Linked DNA regions of Gossypium hirsutum: region 2 is linked to region 1. Evidence: chromatin contacts called from public Hi-C data. All regions are on one chromosome and are shown on one strand. Each heading gives the region's core, a stretch centred on a gene start, on an enhancer-like site or on the middle of the called end of the contact. The rest is flanking DNA. Distances are from core to core; before and after follow the strand shown. Region 1 holds the start of LOC121217902 (oxysterol-binding protein-related protein 1C). Region 2 overlaps LOC107905220.

Region 1 (7,514 bases), core at 2,020-4,519:
GTTTTGATTATTTAAATTAAAGTTTTAGGGTTTTATAAATATAAATTGATCTAACATTTTCATATACTATTAGAAGGATCAAAGTTTATGATTTATGCGGTTCTTGATTAACTTTTTAATCTTTCTTCCAATTGCACTGCCAATTGCCATTAATTTCGTTCCAATTTACTGCTGCTAAGTGTCGATCATCCCTCGAATTTGCTCCTTTTTGCTGTAATTTCAGCCATATTTGTTATACCAATCCATCTAAATATCAACTTCTTGGCGTTCTTAAAGTCGCTGCCATGCTCTTTGAAAGTCATGGTCATGCCTTCAATTTTTGTTTCCACCTCCTTTAAAAAAGAAAAAAACTTCAAAAAATCATATAGTTTATAATATTGGATTACTAATTTTTTATGATTATGATGTCATATGTATGCACATGTGGCCTAATGAACTTTTCTGGGTTATTATAGTGTATTTGATAAATATATTATTGTTGGGACTTTGGGTGGTCTACCTTATTTGTTCACTTATTTTGTTACCCTTTTTTGCTTTTCTCTATGATTTGCATATGGTAAGTGAGTAATCAATAACAAACATGTTATTCATATACTTTGGGAATTTGAGTTTTTGCTGGAATTTTTCTTTGGTTTCTTTTTTTTTTGTTGACTTTTAATTATTAGTTCTGGTGATGTTTTTCTCTCAGAGCATGCTCTATTGCTGTTTGTTTATTTGCATATTCCATGTTTTTCTTTTTTGGGAATTTTAATGTTGAATGCTTTAGTGTATATCTAAACGAATTATGTTTTTTTAAGCATCAGTCATAACACTGTAATGATGGAATTGTCTAGTCGGCAAAAGGAATTGTTTTCGTTCTATGACTAATTCATCATTATTATTATTTAATTAAATTCATCAAATTCAGGTTTTTGGTTCTGATGGTGGCATTAAGACAACCTTATTTTGAGTTATTTTGAAATTTATAAAGCAATAAAAAAAATTAGTTTTGACCTTTAACTGTAATGAAAATTTTAAATTTAAATAACTTAATTGAAATAATAAGTTGCCAAAGTGACCTCTGTTATTGAAATTATTTTGTTTTAAAATATGAAAGGTTGTGTGCATGTAACTTAAGTTACATTAATATTGATTGGCCTAAAGGAAGGTTAATATTTAACAAAATTACATGTGCAACTGTGGTAATAAACATGTGACGATTATTCGGTTTTACATGTAAGCAATAATTCGGTTTTAAAGTAATTAATATATATGTGGTCCAAGTGGGAGGTTGTTGAAAAATATAGGCATCACATATATAATTATAGTAATTACATGTTATTATTTATTATCATAAAAGATTAGTCCAAATTAAAAGTGGTCTAACTTGGTTAAGATTTATTGAGCTTTATTTATTAAATAAAATATGGGTTAAATATGTGTAGATACTCTAGTAACTAATTTCTAATTGATGATGGGTTGATTAGAAATTAGAGTTAATCTGTAAATGTTATATATTAGGGTTATGGTTCCCAAATTACTCATATGTAACTTTTCTAATATCCCATCTTTAGAAATAAAAAAAAAAGAGCCACATTATCTGAATTATTTGTGTGCTAATTTTGAAGATCAAAATCACAATTTTTACATTGAATATTGATAGATCTAGTAGCCAATAAAATCTAATAGAAAGAAGAAAAGGATAATGTACAAGGGTGAAGTAAAAAAATCTTGTATTGGTTGGTCGAGATAATTTTTAAAATTTTTGGAGAAGTTAAAAGCGATTTAAATTGAATAAATAATTTTCTGTAAGAGCCAAAAGTATAATTTTTTATTTCATCAATGCTAAAATCATTAAAAATGAACCCTAAATTTTTAAGAGGGACAAAAAGGGAAACTAAACCTTCTAGGAGCTAAAAGGGCCTCATTTCATCCCTGATCATGTAACTACAACAGTAATATTAAAATATACAGTACGATGATCGTGATGTATTCTAAAAAATTGCATCATATTTAACAATTGTTAGGTATAGTTGTAAGATATATTGCATTCCTATAGAAATAATATAGTTTCGAATTTTGAAGAAAATATTGTTAAAAGAAACAATCACAAATCCCGAACTGAAAAGTAAAAAAAAATGAAGAATAAAAGAAAATAAAATCAAATTGTATCCGTTACATATGTTATCAAAATTTTTATAACACTAATAAATATATCCAATCACATGTACTAATGAGATATTAACATTATTGGTGAAGATAAAAGTTCTGAATATTTGAGTCGATAAATTTGGGGTGCGTAAGTAACGTATGAACTTGATTCAATTTTTTTGGTTTTATATTTATAATTGTATTGTATTTATAAATTATAAAATATATAATTAAAAAGATATAAATAAAACAAATAGAGGCAATACGTAACGTTGAGTGGAGCAAAATGACAGTCAAGATTTAGAAACTACCACTAGAGTAGCATACAGAAAATTGGACCACTTTTATCCTTATTTAGTACACTCAAAAGCCTACTTTCAGCTTAGTTCATGTCAATCTTTCCAACCATTCGTTTTCCTCCACGTTTCCTTCTCTCCTTCTTCCACTTTTCTTATTCTCACTGCGTCCCACTCTTCCCTTCAACTACTTCTTTCCGCATTCAATCCAACGCCCTTCCTTCTACAGGTGGGTTTGAATGAATATTCTACACCGAATTTAATCGTCCATCTAAACTTACCTTAACTTAAAAGATAATATCTATTATTTTTATTTCCCAATCCAATTGTCATATTTCAATTTTAAAATTTTCTGTTATATACTATTATTTAAAATTTTAAATTAGTTCATACCAACTTTCAATTGAGTTTCGACTTATCTTAAAAAATATATATTATTATAATAAAATTTTATCTCGAAAAACTTCTATTATCTTAACCTTATCATTTTAACCAAACACATAATTGATTTCTATATTGTTTTTTTAATAATTTTATTATATAAAATTTACAAAAATATAAATGAGATCAACTTAGAGATACGATGTGATGGTTTCTCAACTCAACTTTTAATTATGTGGTTAAAATTCGATTTGTACGTATTTCAACGACGAAAAAATTAATCATTATTATAAGTTAAAAATACATTGATGACAAAAAAAATTAAAATTTATACATAAAATATCTAAATTAAAATGACAAAAAAAAGATATAAATCCATAAAAAAATATGTATACACACAAATCATCAAATTTAATTTTATCTGATTTTTAGCTCCTTAAAAATCGACAATCCGTTGCGTCGTTATTAAGAGTCTTCATTCAAATCAAACCAGTACTCAACCTCACCGGATTTTTCTCTCTCACGGGATACTCCGCCGAACTTCACTCCAACGCCCAATTTCTTTGCTCAAAACGCCGTCGTTTTTTTTTTCTGTCATTTTGTAACCGTCTCTGCAAATTGTTCTGCAGAAAAGAAAAGGAAATCTTTTGAAAAACGCCAATCCAAGAAAAAATAACAGTTCCATGAAAAGCTTAACTGCAACCACCGTGCTCCGACGCGACGTCAGCCGTCGTCATTACTGGAATCTTCTAATTCTTTCATTTTATTAAATAAAAAGAAAAGCAAGTTCAATTCTATGCATCCTCTCTGTTGTATTTCCACCGTATCGGATCATTCCCCAGTCAAACCTTTACCCGACAACGTCGCCATGCCTCCTCATCCACCTGTAACTACCGTAACGACCACTTCCTCTTCCGGCTCTTCATTTAGATCCAACTCGGTTCGATCTACGGTCCAAATCCTGTGCCAGTCCGATCAAAATCAGAACAATCAACATCGCCGTAGTAGTAGCGTGGATTTGAATCGGATGAGCCAGAGAAATGGGACACCGTTGGGAAGAGAGGTTTCGAAGGCTCTGAATCTGGCTCCGGCTCCGGCTCCTCCGCCGCAAGTGGATGTGAAGATAAACAACATCGTGGGGAACGGAATATCGGGAGTGCTTTACAAATGGGTGAATTACGGGAAAGGTTGGAAACCGAGATGGTTCGTTTTGCAGGACGGAGTTTTATCATATTATAAAATCCACGGTCCTGATAAAATCGTCGTTAGCCAAGAAACGGAAAGAGGATCCAAAGTTATCGGCGAAGAATCTCTCCGTCTTATCTCCCGACATCGCAATTCCATTTCTCGTCATTCCCAAAACCGTCGGAAACCCTTTGGTGAAGTCCACCTAAAGGTTAAAAAATAGAAATATTAATGAATTAATGGAAAATAAAACAAAAACAAATTTGATTTGGTTTTTCAATTATTTGATTCTTGAATTTTTCTCAGGTTTCCTCTATAAGGGAGAGCAGATCAGATGATAAGAGATTCTCGATCTTCACCGGAACTAAGAGGCTTCATTTACGAGCCGAGGCTCGGGATGATCGGGTTGCGTGGGTGGAGGCGCTTCAGGCGGTTAAAGATATGTTTCCTAGGATGTCAAATAGCGAGCTCATGGCTCCGATGGACAATGTGGCGGTTTCAACTGAAAAGTTGAGGCAACGGCTGATGCAGGAAAGGGTACACGAATTGGCTATCCAAGATAGTGAACAGATTATGAAGAGTGAATTCTCGGCATTGCAGAACCATCTAGTGTTGCTTAAACAGAAACAAAGTCTTCTCATTGATACCTTGCGTCAATTAGAGGTATGTGTTTATCTTAATTATAATACAATACCTATTCATTCAATTTGATTAAAACTTGATTGATTTTTTCAAAACAAATTCATTGATTTCCCTTTTTTTTTTCTTCATAGAGATTATAAAGGGGTATGATATTTAGGATATCATGAAGGAATATTTTGATGATATTTTGCTTTTATAAGAGGGGGGGGGGGAGATTTTTTTTTTTTTTGGCGGTAGTGCCTCTTGCTAATACTCTGTTATAGAAGTTGAGAGGAGTCTGGTCTTATATGTCTCCATCTCTTTAGTTTATAAAATGTTGGTGGTGTTGTGGTTGATTCGAGATAAAATAAATGTCAATATAGCGAGACATTTGTTGTGGAACTTGTATGGCATTGATGGCGGTGACAGTAGCAGTTGTGCTGGTGGTTGGATCGGTGATATTTGGTGGTAGGCTATTTGATGGAGCAAATTAAATGTGATGTGTGTGGCCTTCGAGTAATCCAAAGGTTTTACTTCATAGTGGAAGAATTTTAAAATTCCTCAACTTGCAGTTGATATAATTTAATTACATGTGAGCATTCTTTTGACCAAGTAGCATGAGTACAGATAAAATTTGTAATTCTTTTTTTGTTTTGTTTTTTTTTTCTCGGGGGAGGGGGGAGGGGGGAGGGAGGGGACTCTTTTATGGGGTGTCCTTTTCGTGTTGTTTTTCCTTGAGAATATCAACATGTACATGGAAAAGTAACTTAAAATTACTCTGCTCAAAGTACTTTCACTTCCTTTTTAACTTTCATGCAAATGTACTTGTGGAGAATTAAAAACTTAAAATTGCTTAATTTTCAGAATTAAAAACTTCTGAAACAAAGTTTTTAATTCTCATTTTTGTCTTCTGCTAAGAAACTGCTATTTGTACTTTATTTTGTAGACAGAAAAAGTTGATCTGGAGAATACAGTGGTTGATGAGAGCCAAAACAAGTTGATTGATCTAGGGGCTTCTTCTATGATAAGGCAAGACAAGTCCAGTGGTAAGATTCTAGGCATTGGAAGTACTTATTACAACTACTGGTCCCTTAATTTATGCTGAATTATTTATTATGTTTGGGGATATGTGTGGTTGATGTTTATATTCAGTGCTCACAACTTGCTATTGGTTCAGGAACTTTTTTTCTTTCAATTCTATCAGACATGTGCCTGAGTTTTACCTATACTTATTTGTAGACAACTTATAATGCTTTCTTTTTATGTTGTCAAAAGATGAGCTGGTTCATGTCTGTGCCTTTTCTTTGTTATTACTTGTTACTTGTTCTATTTTACAAGTTTATTTTCTTTCCATCAATTTGAAGTTGCTATTCTTGGCTCTTTGTCCCTTATGCGTTCTTTTATCCCTTTCTTATGCGTCATTAAGTGCAGAGATAGACTTCCGGATAGGCTGGAGCAGGATTTAGAAATGGTCTCCAAGGTCTTTCTTCCGTTAAGGGGGAGTATATGACCATTGAGCCACAGCCGAAGCTTGGCCTTTCCTGGAGCTGACTTATTAAAATTGTTATAGAGCTGGTTGCTTAGTTATAGAAATTGCTTATACTGTCTTCTTCGTTCAAGTGCATGGCTTTCTTATATGTTTGGTTATGGAAATTGTTATTACTTAAATGTTTTCATAGTACTGCTTTCTTTTGTTAATTTTTTTTCTTTTCGCTTTGAATTCTTACTCAGAAGGAAGTTCAACTGACTCAGATGATGATAATGAAAGAGTTGACGCTGCAGAAGAAGAAACTGATGAAGATGATCATACATTCTTTGACACTCGTGACATTTTGTCATCAAGTTCTTTCAGAAGCAATGGATCTGATCTCCGGACATCATCTTTTTCTTCTGATGATGAAGGTACTATTGCTGATGATTCTGAAGACAACATTGATCCTTACGTCAAATCTGTTGGAAGTAACTTTCCTAGCATTAAACGGCGAAAAAAGTTGCCTGACCCAGTTGAAAGGGAGAAAAGTGTAAGTCTTTGGTCAATGATCAAGGAGAATATTGGGAAAGACCTTACAAAAGTTTGTCTTCCTGTTTACTTCAATGAGCCTCTCTCTTCTCTTCAAAAGTGTTTTGAGGATCTGGAATATTCATATCTGCTTGATCGTGCATATGAATGGGGTAAAAGGGTGAGTATTTGAACTCCATATTATTTTATTTTAGAGAACAGAGCATTGGTTGCAAAATAAAATTTTCCTGCGCTTATATTTATCTGTAATCACATCACTTCTTTAACGTAGTCATAGTATACATGAGGGCTTTACCTGATTTTTCCCCATCATTTCTCTCTTTCACACCTATTTTATACTTGACTGTGCAAAAGGCTAGTTGCTATGCTTTTAGCAGTTCATTCCCTTAATAAACTTTGACAATCTGGATTTTTGGTGAGATTCCCTGGGACTCATAATTTCCCCTCAAAAATTTGCAGGGAAATAACCTAATGAGAATTCTTAATGTGGCTGCATTTGCTGTGTCTGGATATTCTTCAACAGAAGGAAGAATTTGCAAACCCTTTAATCCATTATTAGGAGAAACATATGAGGCTGACTTCCCAGATAAAGGTGTACGCTTCTTCTCAGAGAAGGTTTGGCTGTATTTGAGATATAGTCTATCCTTGTTTTCTACTTTCTGTTTTTCTGCATTTACACATCATTATTCAAATTTTAAAGCATATTAATCTTGCTTTAAAGGCCAAACCTTTGACTGAAGAATAGGCCTGGTTCATTTGACCTCCCTATTGCTTTATTAAATTCAATATTCATAGAACATCAAAACCTTTTTTGCTTGTATATTTCATGCATTAAAATATTTTCCTTAATTTTGACTTTGCACATTCTATTTGGTTCGTTT
Region 2 (7,514 bases), core at 1,852-4,351, 63 kb before region 1:
AGTCCGAGTAACATGGTTCTTTTCTTTTTCAAGTTCTAAATTGTTTAACAATAGGTTCTTTGTTTTCTTAAGCAGGGATGATGAAGATGATTCTGTTGCCAAGATGAAGGCAGTTGAGGAAGCCTTGGAAGCAAAACAAAAAGTAACAAATAGCTTGTCTGCTACCTGTTCTTTTTTTTTTTTATCATGTTTTATAATTTTGTGACAAATTGTTCTTGGTACTCTGAAGATATTTATGGAAAATTACCCTATGATTCTATTGTATTTATACTGCATGGCTGCACCATGTATTTCTTAACTAGTTTGATAAATTTTATGTGTGGTGTTTAATTTTTCGTTACTGTTTGTGTAATTTTATGTGTGGTGTTTAATTTTTCATTACTGTCTGTGTTTTAATTTTTCATATGTATTATTTATTTTAGTTTTGATTTTAAATTTTTATTTTTACTTTAATATTTATGACAACTTGAGTTCTAACTTTTGGATTTTAATTGTGTTATTAATTTATTATCTTAAATTCTAAAATTAAATTTATTAATTTTTATATTTAGTTTTAAATTTAAAATTTTCAAAGAAAATTTAATTTAAATAATATTTTTTATTTATCCTTAAAAATTATATTTAAAGTTCAAATTTAAAAAATAAAACATAATTTAATATTTATCATAAAAATAAATATTATTTGATTAAAATAAATTTTTTTAAAGGTTATATTTTTAGCGGCGTTTTTGCGAGAAGCGCCGCTAAAGGTTTGTTCTATAGCGGCATTTGTGGGAAAAGCGCCGCTAAAGGTCGTGGTCTATAGCGGCATTTGTGGAAAAAGCGCCGCTAAAGGTCTTGGTCTTTAGTGGCGTTTGTGGTAAAAGCGCCGCTAAAGGTCTTGGTCTTTAGCGGCGTTTGTTTCGAAAAACGCTGCTAAAGTTAGCGACGCGATCTTTAGCGGCGTTCTTTCCGGCGCTTCTCAAAGCGCCGCTAAAGGCTTAAAAAAGCACCGCTAAAAGCCTGTTTTGGTGTAGTGATATATATATACATATATATATAAACACATAACCAATTAAAATCAAACATGCATCATAAATCAAATTACATATACTAACCATGTCTTAAAATTTCAACCATATCATTATCATTTACCTAATCAAAATTTAATATCATTCAAATTCTTAAAACATTTCCAAACATATATGATTATATATCAAAATCCAAGCATATTTCCAAACATTTATTTGTACACATATTTCATTTCAAGTTACTAACTATACTACATATTACAACATAGGTGGTCTACCCTATTTGGACAACTATTATACATCAATTTGAACTGCATTTATATACCAAACTAGATAGCATTTTCACACCAAAATTTAGACAGCATATATACAAAATTGGACTGCATTTATACATCAAAATTTGACAGCATATACATAAATAATTGGACTGCATTTGTACATCAAATTTGACAGCATATACATATATATAATTGGACTGCATTTGTACATCAAAATTTGATAGCATATACATATATAATTGGACTGCATTTGTACATCAAAATTTGACAGCATATACATTCATTTACTCTATCAATAAGCCAAACGTAATTAATCACCAACATTTACAAGCATACTTCAATTTATAAATCATCCCCTATATTCACTTAACTACTAAATCCAACCAAATCATATATATTTCATATATAATACATAACCTAGACACTTAACTTAACATTACTTATCTTAATGAATATAACAACTTAATTACTTCAGCCACATAATTACCAAAACACTTGAATGAAATCACCATGCACACATATATATACATTACCATATAAATACTAACCATAAAATACTAATCCATGATTAAAGTATGCTTAAACCATAATTCAGCCCAAAACCGAACACAAACAAGAAAATGACTTACTAAGCTTAAATAGCTTACTGTGTGTATGTTGTTCTTCGTTTTATAGATTTTGGAAGTTGGTTATGAGCTCGGGGATCGTCAGAGAAGATTATCACACTATTGACTCCTCTCGGTATTTTGTAAATTTTGAATTCGATCTTATGGCATGTATAGCGTAAAAATTATAATAAAAAAAAAACAAAATTCATACCTCAATCAAGCTTGCAAGTGCCGAATATATTAAAGCTTTTAAACAATCTTCTTTGTTCTTAGTTTCAGCCAAAAGATGGAGAAATAATGCTTTAATTTTAATATATTAAACATACACTAACATTAATAATTAGTTTACTTTATTAAGTACCTTTATATAAATATATATATACATATATATAAGGCTATACTTGTATTTTGCCACCCACTAACTATATTTTGGCCTTATTACATTATAAATCCTCCATTTAATAAAGACAACAACAATTTGGTACCTTTAGATTTAACCCCCAAATTTTCATTTTACGCGATTAAGCTATTTTCTTTAATCAATCTCTCAAACGACAAAATTAAAACATGAAAATTTCACACAATTAAATTCACACATCATAAACACACAAAATAATATTAAAATATTTTTTTTTAATTCGAATTTGTGGTCCCGAAACCACTGTTCCGATTAGGATCAAAATTGGACTGTTACACACAAGATATTCGGTGAGATATTATACCTAGTAGTCCTGTAGGTAGGTATGAAGGAAGGCTATTCAACTATACGTCAATCACTCTTGGATGAAACTAATTATATTCGTTTGAAAGCTTAGATGAGGGGTTTCATCAATCTATTGATGGGAAAACATGGAGATCAATTCTAACTCGATGAAATCTCATTACACTAAAACAAATGGTGTCCATATCCTAAAGGCTAAAACGACTTAGGCCTTAAAAGCAATGTTTTCAGAACTAGATCGATGGTCAAATCGATCAGACCACCGATATTCGGTTCAATTGGTCTGATGACTGAACCGACCATTTTAGTGTTTAATAATATAAAATAATAATTATTAAAAATACTAAATCAGCCCATCTATTTTTGGCCCATAGGCCATAAGCAAAATAAAATAAGAAAACCTGAAAATATCTATCATTAACTCTTTTCAATTTATCATTTGTCCTCTGCTGCCAAAGGTCAAAGCCCATCTTTCTGACTTTCTCATTTTTCAGCAAGGATGGCGGCGGAAGAAGTGGATGGAAGGCGGCTGAACGCGGAAGCAGATCTGAGGCTGAAAGCCGGATGGTGAAGCCATGAAGGGATATTGGAGACTGGAGAGTGACGAGAGTGGTGGTTGCCTGGGTGGGGGTGGGTCTCGAGTTAGTTTTTTTTTTTTTATCAGGCTTGCCCAGACTGAAAAAGCTCTTTTTTTTTTTGAAAAACCGGTCCGACCGGTATTACCCATTTTTCGGTTGGAGGTTCAACCGCCGGATTTTCCAATTCCCTGTTCAATCGATTTTTTGCTGACCGGCCGGTCCGGTTTAAACATCATTGCTCCAAAGATGATAAAGTAGCGAATTTCAATTCAAAAGCATTGTGTGTTATTTTCAATGGGGGTGGATCAACAAGAATACATAAAGATTTCAAAGTGTATCTCATCTCGTGAAGCTTGAAATATCCTTGAAACCATCCATGAAGTAACTTTCAAAGTCAGCCTACCAAAACCTTAAAAGCTTACCTTGAATCTTTACGAATGTCTGATAACAATGAGCCAATCTTTGAATTTTATGTTAAATTTTGTGACATAACTAGTGAGGCTTGAACTTTTGGCAAGTAATATTTTGAGGTGAAACTAGTTTGAAAGATATTACATCTCTTGCTCGAGAAGTTTGCAAATAAGGTGACAACCATTAAAGAGGCGAAGGACGTAAGTACTATGTTGTGTTAATGAGATGCTAGGTTAATTATAGCTTTTAATGTGAAAGCTGATGTTTGCACATCCGTCTTTATTGAAGAGTTGTAAGAACAATTTTTGTTCTTCTTTGTTGGACTGAGTTAATGCATGGTATTTTGATAGGACTCAAAATTTTGATATGTTGAAACATATGTGATGTCTTTTGTTGAATGTGGTGTTTAGCATGCAAAAGAACACAGAGAATCTGGATACTACAATGACAGCTAAAACCCTGAGGCTACAAAAGGGGAGAGTAATGTATGCGGCAAATGCTCTGTTGAGGGGGGAGTTATTTTTGTATGTTATTTGTCTCTTTTCTTGAAACTATTGTTTTTGGGGAGTGCTTATAACTATTTCGAATTCAACTAAGTAATTGTTAGTTTTGAGACATGTTGCTATATTTGCTTACTTGATTCACACGGTGTGATGTTGTTGTTAGGTTTTGTGAGACAAGCCATAGTGTAGTTTCAAGTGTTGGAATATCTCTTCCCACACCTTGAAGGCAGTCTTTGCATTGCTATGCAGAGTTGCCAATTTTGACATGGTGATTTATTTAAGCAGTAAAATCATAATAATTTATCTGTTATCCTTGGAATTTATCTCGACAAGCAAAGTCCCAGTTGGTCGTGACTTCTCTTGCTGACGATGAGTCAAGATAATGTCAGTTTCATTTCTGGATAATGAAAAGGCTGGATATGAGTATCTGTGTAATTAAATATGTCCAAAATTAATTTTAACTTTTCCATGCATGAGTTTTTTAGAAGTTCTCTTTGTACCTATGCAAAATTCAGACAAAGATACTTCAAAAATAAGAAGAAGAATAAAGGGTCAAAGTAACACTTGAGAGTAGAAGATGAGTGAAGGTTGTCTTTTCAGCCTAACAAAGATGGTGAGTAAGATGAAGCTAATTAGACATATTTTGTTCGTAGGAATGTGGAGTGTACAATAGAAATGATATTGTATTTGAACTAGAAAAAAAAAAAAAAAAACAGGCATCAAGCATGTTGTCTTGGCTTTCTCTGTGTGGAAATGTAAAAAACGGCTCAATGTACAGAAACCTGGTCCCAATTCAAGGGGTAATTCAAAAATGGTATTAAATATGTATTCCTTCATAAATGATAAGGTATATGTGATAGTACTTGTAGTTGTTTCGAATGTCAATATGATTGGTGTGGTAGGTAACCAGAATCAATGCTCAACAAACCCAGAATCAGTGTCACAAGATTGATTGTCTCATTATGGGCTTTTTTCGGCCTTTTATATATAACCCATGATATATTAATTTTAGCTCTTGCTTTTTACACTTTTATTCAAGTGAGCCTTACTCTTTTATTTGGAGTAAATTAGACCACAACCTTGTGACATGATATTATTTTGCTCTATATGTCAAGTTAAAACATAATTTAAAATTTATAAACAAAAATTCAAAAAATAATTAGAAAAGTTCAAAAAATTGTAAATAAAAATTTTCAAAAATTATGAGAAAAAATCTCCTTCAAATTAAAATAACAAAAAAATGTAAAAGATTATAGAAGTTTGTCAAATTTCCAAAGGAAAAAAAACATTATTATTTTAAAAAAAATAGAAATGCAAAATAATTTGAAATTTTTTTTTGAAAAAATTACAAAAATTCAAAAAATATTATGAAAACAAATTTAAAAACTCTTCAAAGTTAAAAACAAAAACTTAAATATTAACTTAATTGTGCAAGAATATTAAAATATATTAACTTAATTTTTTATTTATAATTTATTCTTTAATTTTAAATTATTTACTGACGTGATATATAAGATAAAATAGTGCTGTAGTAGCAATAAGATACACAGATCACCATGTGAGTTGACACGTCAACGTCTAATGTGATTTTTAATGGAGTCATTAATTATAATAGAATAAATGTGTAATGATTGAAAATTTGTTATACCCTCTCTCACACACATAAAAAAATATCCTATATTATTTTTTATATATTTTAATAAAAATGTTTTAATTTATACTAGCAATTATGCGAGTGAAAAACACACATTTAGAACATATGAATGAGTTTAAAAATAACAAATAACGAAACATGTAGTTTGAAACTAATAATAACATATGTGCAATATGTAAGAAATTAAAATTAAAATTTAGTTAAAATTGTGAGTAAAAATAAAGTTAAATAGGTAAATATATGTGATTAAGAATAGTAAATGTACTCCAATTGCTTTTTGGCTTGTATTGCCATTTTTTTATAGCGTGTTAAAATGTTATTATGTTAGATAGCATTATTTAACATATTATCAAAATGTCATTATGTTGGTGAAAGAATAATTCAACATCAATATGGGTATAAAAGATTTTAGGGTAAACTATATAAATAGTCAATTTTGTTTGACTCAGGTTACATTTTAGTCACTTATGTTTGAAATGTTACGTTTTAGTCACTTATATTATCATTTTGTTACGAAGTGGTCACTATACTATTAAACTTCGTTACCTCTCTAATGGCAGTCCTACATGGTAGTCCAAATGGGCTTTAAATGCCAACTTGGATGTTCAGTTGCTGGGATAAAAATAGGTTCTTAATTAATTTAATTTAATTTGGACTGCCGCGTAAGACATCTAAGTTGGCATTTAAAACTCATTTCTATTGCCATATAGGACCGCCGTTAGGGAGGCTAACAGTAGAGTGACCACTTTGTAACAAAACGATAACGTAAGTAACTAAAACGTAACATTTCAATCATTAGTGACTAAAATGTAATTTGAAGCAAACAAAAGTGACTATTTTTGTAGTTTACCCAATATTTTATTTAATAATTGAATCATATATAGAGTAGTAACTTACATTTTAAAAAAAAACTCTCATCAGTGTCGAGTTGACTTGTAAAAGCAACTCAATTAATGACATAATCAATATATGTGAGTGAAAAAAGTTTGTGATGTACAAAAAATTCCAAAATAAAAATCTAGTTGAAGTGGTGAAGTTAGTTGATATTTTGTTGATGTTGGTGGCATGGATTCATTAGCAAATTTTTATTGGTTTTTTGAAAAATATAAAAAGATAAAAGTACCATTGTAATAATATAACTTATTTTAAATAAACAAGGATCTTTTTCATATTTTTCAAATTGATTTGATATCCAATTAATTTGTAACACTAAATCAATCAGAAAATTAAAATATTTATATGAAATACGTTTTTTTTTTGTAAAATATGTGTAGAGTTGTTCCATTTAAGCTGTATAGGTCGCCTATGGTTTTACATTCTTACAATTTAATTATTAGTAGTTTTGCTCACAACAATACTGGAATCAATTATTTTCTTATATTCCTATTAGTTAGCCTTTAGTTAAAACAAAACGTGATTTCAAGTACTTTTTTGTAATTTGTTCCAAAGTAAATTTGAAATCATTTTACTTTCAATTAGAATTGTAAATTAAAAATAATTTAAAAATTATCAATTAAATTTTATTATTAAATATTTAATTTAAATATTTATTAAGAATAAAATTTATTATAAAAATTAAATACATGGATATCATAAATTATCATTATATTTTTAGATAGTATAATTTTTTACTAAACTTTCTTCACAACCACATTTCATTAAAATCATAAAATCGACAATCACAAAAAAAAAAAAGTTACCATAGAGTCGATGGGTGATCGAAAAAGTGTACAAATACAGGCTGTTAATCA

The links. A called contact is a pair of places that touch in the nucleus more often than the background predicts.
Region 2: a Hi-C map of leaf shows a contact between it and region 1, with 4 times the contacts expected there. The contact joins the enhancer-like site here to the promoter of LOC121217902 in region 1. A contact is called at or near these places in 3 of 34 Hi-C or Micro-C datasets (all in leaf).

The regions. Positions count from the first base shown.
Region 1 is chrD05:26,561,858-26,569,371 of Gossypium_hirsutum_v2.1, reverse strand. LOC121217902 (oxysterol-binding protein-related protein 1C) reads left to right here and starts at 3,269. Exons shown (of 10, transcript XM_041094497.1): 1 at 3,269-4,203; 2 at 4,299-4,655; 3 at 5,560-5,659; 4 at 6,345-6,793; 5 at 7,093-7,248. The coding sequence starts at 3,604.
Region 2 is chrD05:26,624,653-26,632,166 of Gossypium_hirsutum_v2.1, reverse strand. It overlaps LOC107905220, which reads left to right. Exons shown (of 3, transcript XM_041094502.1): 3 at 73-340. The coding sequence ends at 81. Among protein-coding and RNA genes, the nearest start is that of LOC107905220, 6.6 kb to the left of the region's middle. Within about 2 kb of position 3,101, at least 6 of the 9 cell types and tissues checked have an H3K27ac peak or open chromatin away from gene starts, as enhancers often do. A contact at or near this core is called in leaf, where this site is marked.